Linked DNA regions of Sus scrofa: region 2 is linked to region 1. Evidence: chromatin contacts called from public HiChIP or PLAC-seq data. All regions are on one chromosome and are shown on one strand. Each heading gives the region's core, a stretch centred on a gene start, on an enhancer-like site or on the middle of the called end of the contact. The rest is flanking DNA. Distances are from core to core; before and after follow the strand shown. Region 1 holds the start of COX17 (COX17 cytochrome c oxidase assembly homolog). Region 2 overlaps PLA1A (phospholipase A1 member A).

Region 1 (3,118 bases), core at 413-2,912:
GCTAGTTTAAGAAGCATTGGGTTTTTTTTTTTTGTGCTTTTCAGGCCCGCACTTGTGGCATATGGAGGTTCCCAGGCTAGGGGTCCAATCAAAGCTACAGCTGCCAGCCTATACCACAGCCACAGCAACATCAGACCTGAGCCTCATCTGTGACCTGCACCACAGCTAATGGAAATGCCAGATGACAAAATGGGGATGGTCTTGGTAACTTGGAAAATACACATATAGAAATTACTTTTACACCAGTTCCCAGACACACCTCAGGATTCTGAGCTGAATCTCTGGAATACAGAAACAAACCTTAGTGTTAGGCTGCATCCCGCAGGTCTGCAAGCCCTGTGCCTACCCAGCTTCATGACTGAAGAGCCCAGAGTCAGTGACAGAGACATGGATGGTTTAATGGCCAGGGGGTTCTTACATGTCTGACAGGACATGGTAAAGTCTCTGCTCCTGGAGGGGAAGGGGAGATTGCCAGTTACAGTGGGAATTGACATCAGGTTGGCACATGAGTTACCAGGGAGACCAGCAGAGAGGCACTGCCCTCACCGCTCTTTAGATAAGAACAATCTCATTGCTGGGGCCTGGGACAAATATGTAGAAAGGTCAATCATGCACTTAGGGGTTGGTGGAGCAGGAAATGGTGGAGCAGGGAATGTACAAAGAGCAAGAAAACAGCCATCTTGAGGGGCAATACCATTGGCTGGTTTAGGTGATAAGCAATGTTTGATTAACCAAAGTGCGTATCCCTAGACAGCTATTTTAACAATGCCTGGAAGTCCTGCTTTAAAAAATAAGTTCATCCTTCCTCAAACAATTCTCTGCAGGAAAAAAACTTAATGGTTATGTCCATTCTATTGCAAATACTGTCTAAGTTTACTTATTTACCTAGATGGATAGGTATTAACTGAATTTGAGGAATGACAATGAAAAGGCATTTTAAAATTTTACTAACCAATATATTTGCCCTATGATTGGCAATTCATATGGAAATCAATTCAGTTGGAGAGGGAGCTATAAACACTAACTAGCTGAGGATTTAAAGCGTGTGGGTGAGGTAAGGTTCCCAGGCTAGGGGTCTAATCGGAGACACAGCTGCTGCCAGCTTATGCCACAGCCACATCAACACCTGATCTGAGCCCTGTCTGTGACCTACACCACAGCTCAGGGCAACGCTGGATCCTTAAACCACTGAACGAGGCCAGGGATAGAACCCGAAACCTCATGGTTCCTAGTCTGATTCGTTTGCGCTGACCACTAGGGAACTCCTTTGCTACTCACTTTTAACTAGAGCGGTGAAGTGGGGTGGTGAAGGCAGTAAGGCAGATAATGGCAAGCATAAGATGCCGGGCGCTAAGTCTGTTACTCAAGAGGAATTGGCTTTCACTAGTGTTTTTTTTTTTTTTCTGTAGCATAGACAGGTCATTTCACCTTCTTGAGTTTCAGTTTTCGACTTCGAGCTGGGTGTATGGTTGAGAGCTCTCCGAGTTGCCTTACGGGTCTCCTCATTTGTGGGTCCTCTCAATGCTGGTCTACAAACATCGCTGCACTTTACCTGGGCTCTCTGCACCTGCGCGGAAAAGGCGCCCTAGCACTAAGGCCATCATTCGGCCTCTTCTGCGCACGCGCGTGCCCTTTAAAACATTTTTCCTCTTTACCTCCTCCCTTCCTCCCAGTTCGTCAGAGTGAGAGGCAGGACTTCCTGTTCTGTTTTGGAGCGACTGCCGGAAATAACTGCGGGCGAATCGGCGTGTCCGGAGGCCGGTAGAGTTTGGGGTGGCAGAGCTAATTGCAGCTTTCGGCGCGAAAAATGCCGGGTCTGGCGGCCGCAATCCCTGCCCCGCCTGAATCGCAGGAGAAGAAGCCGCTGAAGCCCTGCTGCGCCTGCCCGGAGACCAAGAAAGCGCGCGATGCGTGGTCAGTGCGCAGCCGGGGAGGGGGCGGCGGGGCAGGCTCCGTGCACTGCCTTCGGGTGCCGCTGCCCGGACTAGGGCTGGTCGTGGCCCTCACTTTGCCGCGGGGCTCTCTTGAGGGTTATAGACCTGGGTAGGCTTCGCAGTCAGCTGTCTGTAGACTGAGCTCGTAGCTTACCCTGGGGAAAAGGTTGAAGGGATCAGAGAGAGGTCAGATTGACCCGCCGCGCTCAATCCAGGCATTCCTTCCTACAAAAGGTTTTTCATCAGCTGTTATGGGTCAAACATTGCTTTAGGACCGAAGGCTTGTAAACGGATGGATGCTACTTGATTTAAAGAAACACAGGAGTTCCCGTGGTGGCTCACCGGATTAAGAACCCGACCAGCAGCCATAAGGATGCAGTTTCGATCCCTGGTCTGTTCAGTGGGTAAAGGAGCCGGCCCTGCAAACTGCAGGGTAGGTCGGTCGCAGATGCCAATGGGATCTGTGTGGCTGTGGCTGCGGTGTAGGCCGGCATATGCAGCTCTGATTCAGCCCCTAGCCTGGGAACTTCCATATGTCCCAGGTGCGGCCCTTAAAAAAAAGTAAAGGGAAACAGTTAATGGAAACGTTTTTCAATGATTGCTCTACTATGGTTTATGGGCCATGATAGAAGACTTGGCAAAATCAGAGTTCCCTTGTGGTGAGAGGGGTTAAGGATCCCACGTGGTCTCAGCAGCGACTGCCGTGGGGCGGGTTCGATCTCTTTTCGGGAAGTTGCACATAGTTCCCCCGCGGCCAAGAAAAAAAGATTTATCAAGATCAAAGAGTAAAAGTTTTCCGGTTTTCTGGTAATTTCTCCCCGAATTTAGTCATAGTAGGGTACAAGGTACATTTCTTAACGGTACAGAAAATCCCCTAAACTCTTCCCCCCACCGTTTTAGGTAGATAATTTAAAAATCAACTAGGCTATAACATATGTGACACTGTAGTGTTCAGAATTGTTTATCTAAATTACCATCAACCTGCAAAAGGTTTTCATTTCTTCTTACTGTATACAGCCTCTGTTGTGGAACAAATCTCAGAAGGAATCTTCAGATAATGTGAATGTACACCTCTCCCTCCAGTCCCTTTTTGTCCTCACATAAAAAGTAAAGAAATCATAAGTGACATAGTGGGAAAATATGAGTGGTAGGAGCCAAGTGCTTTTTGTTAATATCCACTACTG
Region 2 (3,303 bases), core at 377-2,876, 57 kb after region 1:
ATCTGGCGTTGCCATGAGCTGTGGTGTATGTTGCAGACGCGGCTCGGATCCCGCGTTGCTGTGGCTCTGGCGTAGGCCGGTGGCTACAGCTTCGATTCAACCCCTAGCCTGGGAACCTCCATATGCCACGGGAGCGGCCCAAGAAATAGCAACAACAACAACAACAACAACAACAACAACAACAACAACAACAGACAAAAAGACAAAAGACAAAAAAAAAAAAAAAGAAAAGGAAATATGCAATGAGCCATCTTTGTTCCAATAAAATCTTATAGAGAGATTAAACAGAACAGATACAGAAAGCAGGATATATACATATGTATCAGATAAAATGGAGTTTCTTTTTCTTTTTCTTTTTTTTTTTAAGGGCCCCACCCATGGCATATGGAAGTTCCCAGGCTAGGGGTTGAATCAGAGCTGTAGCTGCCTGCCTATGTCACAGCCACAGCAATGCCAGATCTGAGACTTGTCTGTGACCTACATGACAGCTCACAGCAACGCAGGATCGGATCCTTAACCCACTGAGAGTGGCCAGGAATCAAACCCACATCCTCACGGATTCTAATCGGGTTCGTTACCACTGAGCCACAATGGGAACTCCCGTAGCTTCTTATGTTAAAGTGGGAATGGGGAATTAAAGTCCACCTTCTTTGGCTCCATAGCATCCCAACCCAAGATGGCCCTGCAGGAGGCTTAGGAAAATCCTGGATCTTTGTCATCTTTGAATCAAGGAATCTCATCACTCTGATGAGATTACCTATCAACAAAGGTCACATCTAAGGTCAGGATTAGTCCTTGTGGGGTGTCTGGGGTGGGGTGGGTACTGGGCTTACTTGTCATTGACAGGCAAAGGAGCAGTGCAGAACTTTCCGATAATAGTAGTCCGGTCTTTTTTCCAAACCCGGTGGGAAGCCTGAAGCTTGAGTTTGACTTGGTTTATCTGGCACTGAGGACTGGGGTGAGCTATGATTCCTTTCCCCTGGTGTTGCTGCCTAGGTCTGCAAGGGAAAGGGAAAGTAACTTACTGTTGCACACTTGGCCTCTGTGTCCCCTTGGCTGCTAGGGGCTCTGCAGGCAGCTTGGTCAGTTAGCTCCTGGAAGGTGGGCACACGGTCCTCTGCATCACCCTCACCAGCCTCTTGGCCCACCCCCCACAGCTTTGAGCTTGACACAGAAAACAGGTGTTGACTTTTGAAAGTGATTATGTGGACCCTGCAAGCAAAAGAGTAGCTCTTGGATTTTCACATCTGGAAAAAGTGTCATAGTTAGTGAACATCTTCACTTCTCAGGTCCACCTACCTGGAAGTAGAGGCCTCTTCTAGGACGCTCAGTTCCAAGAATTTTATGTGAGGATTACTCTATTTTAGACTGAGTATGAATGTGTTGATGGAAACAGGTAAACAAACAAACAAACAAATAGGCCTTGAAGTCCAGTGTGGTCTCTTCCCAGCTGTGGCTTTGGAGTCACACAGTCTCAGCCCTCCCTCCCCGTGCCCTGCTCTGGGCTATGGCCCATTCTAGTCCCCTCTGGGCTGAGAAAGAGGGACCATGAGAAAGAGGGAGAGCCTGGAGGGCGCTGCTTTCCCCTCCCTGCGTGGTCTTGGGTGCAGTGTGAGCCAAGCATGGTTTCCCTTTCCTTTCTGGCCTCTGTAGACTGATGAAATGTCTTTGTGTACTTTCTAGGGTTAGTCATATAGTTAGTTTTCTCCTTTTGAGGAAGATCCCATAAAAGTTAGTTTAAAAGCAGTTTTCCTTTCTCTTTCTTTCTTTCTTTCTCTCAATTTAGAAGTGTTTTGACGTATTTCGAGGAAAAAATAAGAAGCATTGTTCACTTTACAAGGCTGCTTGGATGGAGAGCCTGCAAAATAGAAGGGCTATAAAGTGAATGGCCTGGGGACTTGTCCTGGTAAATTTTCTAATTGGAAGGAAATCTTGGGATTTCACAAATTTATAGAAAGTGGGAGAAAGACCACACGTAAACCCTCCCCCCCCCTTTCTTTTTCCAATTTCTGTTCTGCAAGAGGAAACAGAAATTGAGGAATTGAAGATAATCATGTCCTGACAGCCTTATTCAAAACAGTAATGCAAATCTCTTTTAGGAGAAGAAAGAAGGAACCTATGGATGTCCATTCCAATCACTTGGGGAGCTTCTAAAAGTGTAGTGGTGGCGGCCTGGAGATTCTACTGTGATTAGTCTGGGTTGGGGCTTGCTGTCAGTATTCTTTAAAGCGCTCCAGGTGATTCTAAGGAGCAGCCAGAGTCCTGTGTCATTGTCATGATTCCTGCCAGTGTTGTTGCATCTACCAGTAACTGGAGAGGTGATAAAAACACCCTTGGAGAAGTAACATGACCTTGAGCTGATCTAATGAAAACTACTCAGCTATAATTTGCAAGGTTCACATGGATACCCCAAGACCTGTGTGAGCTGGAACCCTGGCTAGTGGCAGGGTATTTGGGAGCCCAGATGTGTGGGCTCCAGGGGAAGCCCAGGGGAAACTTACAGCACAGCTTCCATGACAGCACAGCTAATGTCCATCACTGCAGCCTAAGAAATATTTCCAACCCAAATCTGATCCTGTCACTCTCCTGTTTAAAAGAGTAGTAGCTCCCCAAACTGCTCTCAGGATGAAACCCAAAATCCCTAGCCTGTCCTTCCAGGAGTGGCGCCGTCTCGCCCTGCCTTGCCCCTCCAGCCCCATCTGCCCACACCAGGTTCCACCGATGTCTGCTCCCAGGGTTGTATCTCACCATCCCTGCCTGCGGGGAAGGATCCTGCAAGTCCTTCAGATCTTTCCTCAAACATCATTTCTCCTCACTTGGTCAGGCTCCATCTTATTTGTTCTCACAGCATCTGCCACGGCTGACAATAGTGCTTTTCTATGTATGGCCACTGGTCACATCCCTGTTTGTGCTCCATCTATCCCCCTGAAAACCACACTTCTCAGGCTCCTCAGCACAGGCAGGAGACTGCTTTGGGCAGGGATTCAGAGGGGCTGCATTTCCTCCCTGCTTCCAGCTCCTGCCAGTTAGCCCCCCTCCCCATTTGACTCTGTGTTCCACCAACCCCGCCTGGCTCTGCCCTGGGGTGGGAGTGACTCCAGTAGCTGATCTCTGCACTGTCTCCCCATCTTCCTTTGGGGTTTTCAGCTCTCCTCACATTTGTAATTAGTTCCTCATGTGAAATTCCTTCTGTTGGACTGCCTCTCTTGGGCTCTGGTTTCCAGACTGGACCTTAATTGAGACAGTGACTTATCTGATTAATCTGTCTCCTGCTGCCTTGTGAGTAACTAACCAATTGCTTTT

The links. HiChIP or PLAC-seq counts read pairs in DNA pulled down with a chosen protein or histone mark.
Region 2: an H3K27ac HiChIP or PLAC-seq map of alveolar macrophages shows a contact between it and region 1. The contact joins the enhancer-like site here to the promoter of COX17 in region 1. A contact is called at or near these places in 7 of 47 Hi-C or Micro-C datasets (adipose tissue, embryonic fibroblasts, fetal liver and 2 more) and 2 of 2 datasets of contacts at active chromatin or transcription factors (alveolar macrophages and skeletal muscle).

The regions. Positions count from the first base shown.
Region 1 is chr13:140,582,624-140,585,741 of Sscrofa11.1, forward strand. COX17 (COX17 cytochrome c oxidase assembly homolog) reads left to right here and starts at 1,663. Exons shown (of 3, transcript NM_001348525.1): 1 at 1,663-1,914. The coding sequence starts at 1,808.
Region 2 is chr13:140,639,330-140,642,632 of Sscrofa11.1, forward strand. PLA1A (phospholipase A1 member A) reads right to left here. Exons shown (of 11, transcript XM_003483312.4): 10 at 834-998. It also overlaps a transcript of ADPRH not described here. Among named protein-coding and RNA genes, the nearest start is that of PLA1A, 25 kb to the right of the region's middle. Within about 2 kb of position 1,627, at least 3 of the 83 cell types and tissues checked have an H3K27ac peak or open chromatin away from gene starts, as enhancers often do. A contact at or near this core is called in alveolar macrophages, where this site is marked.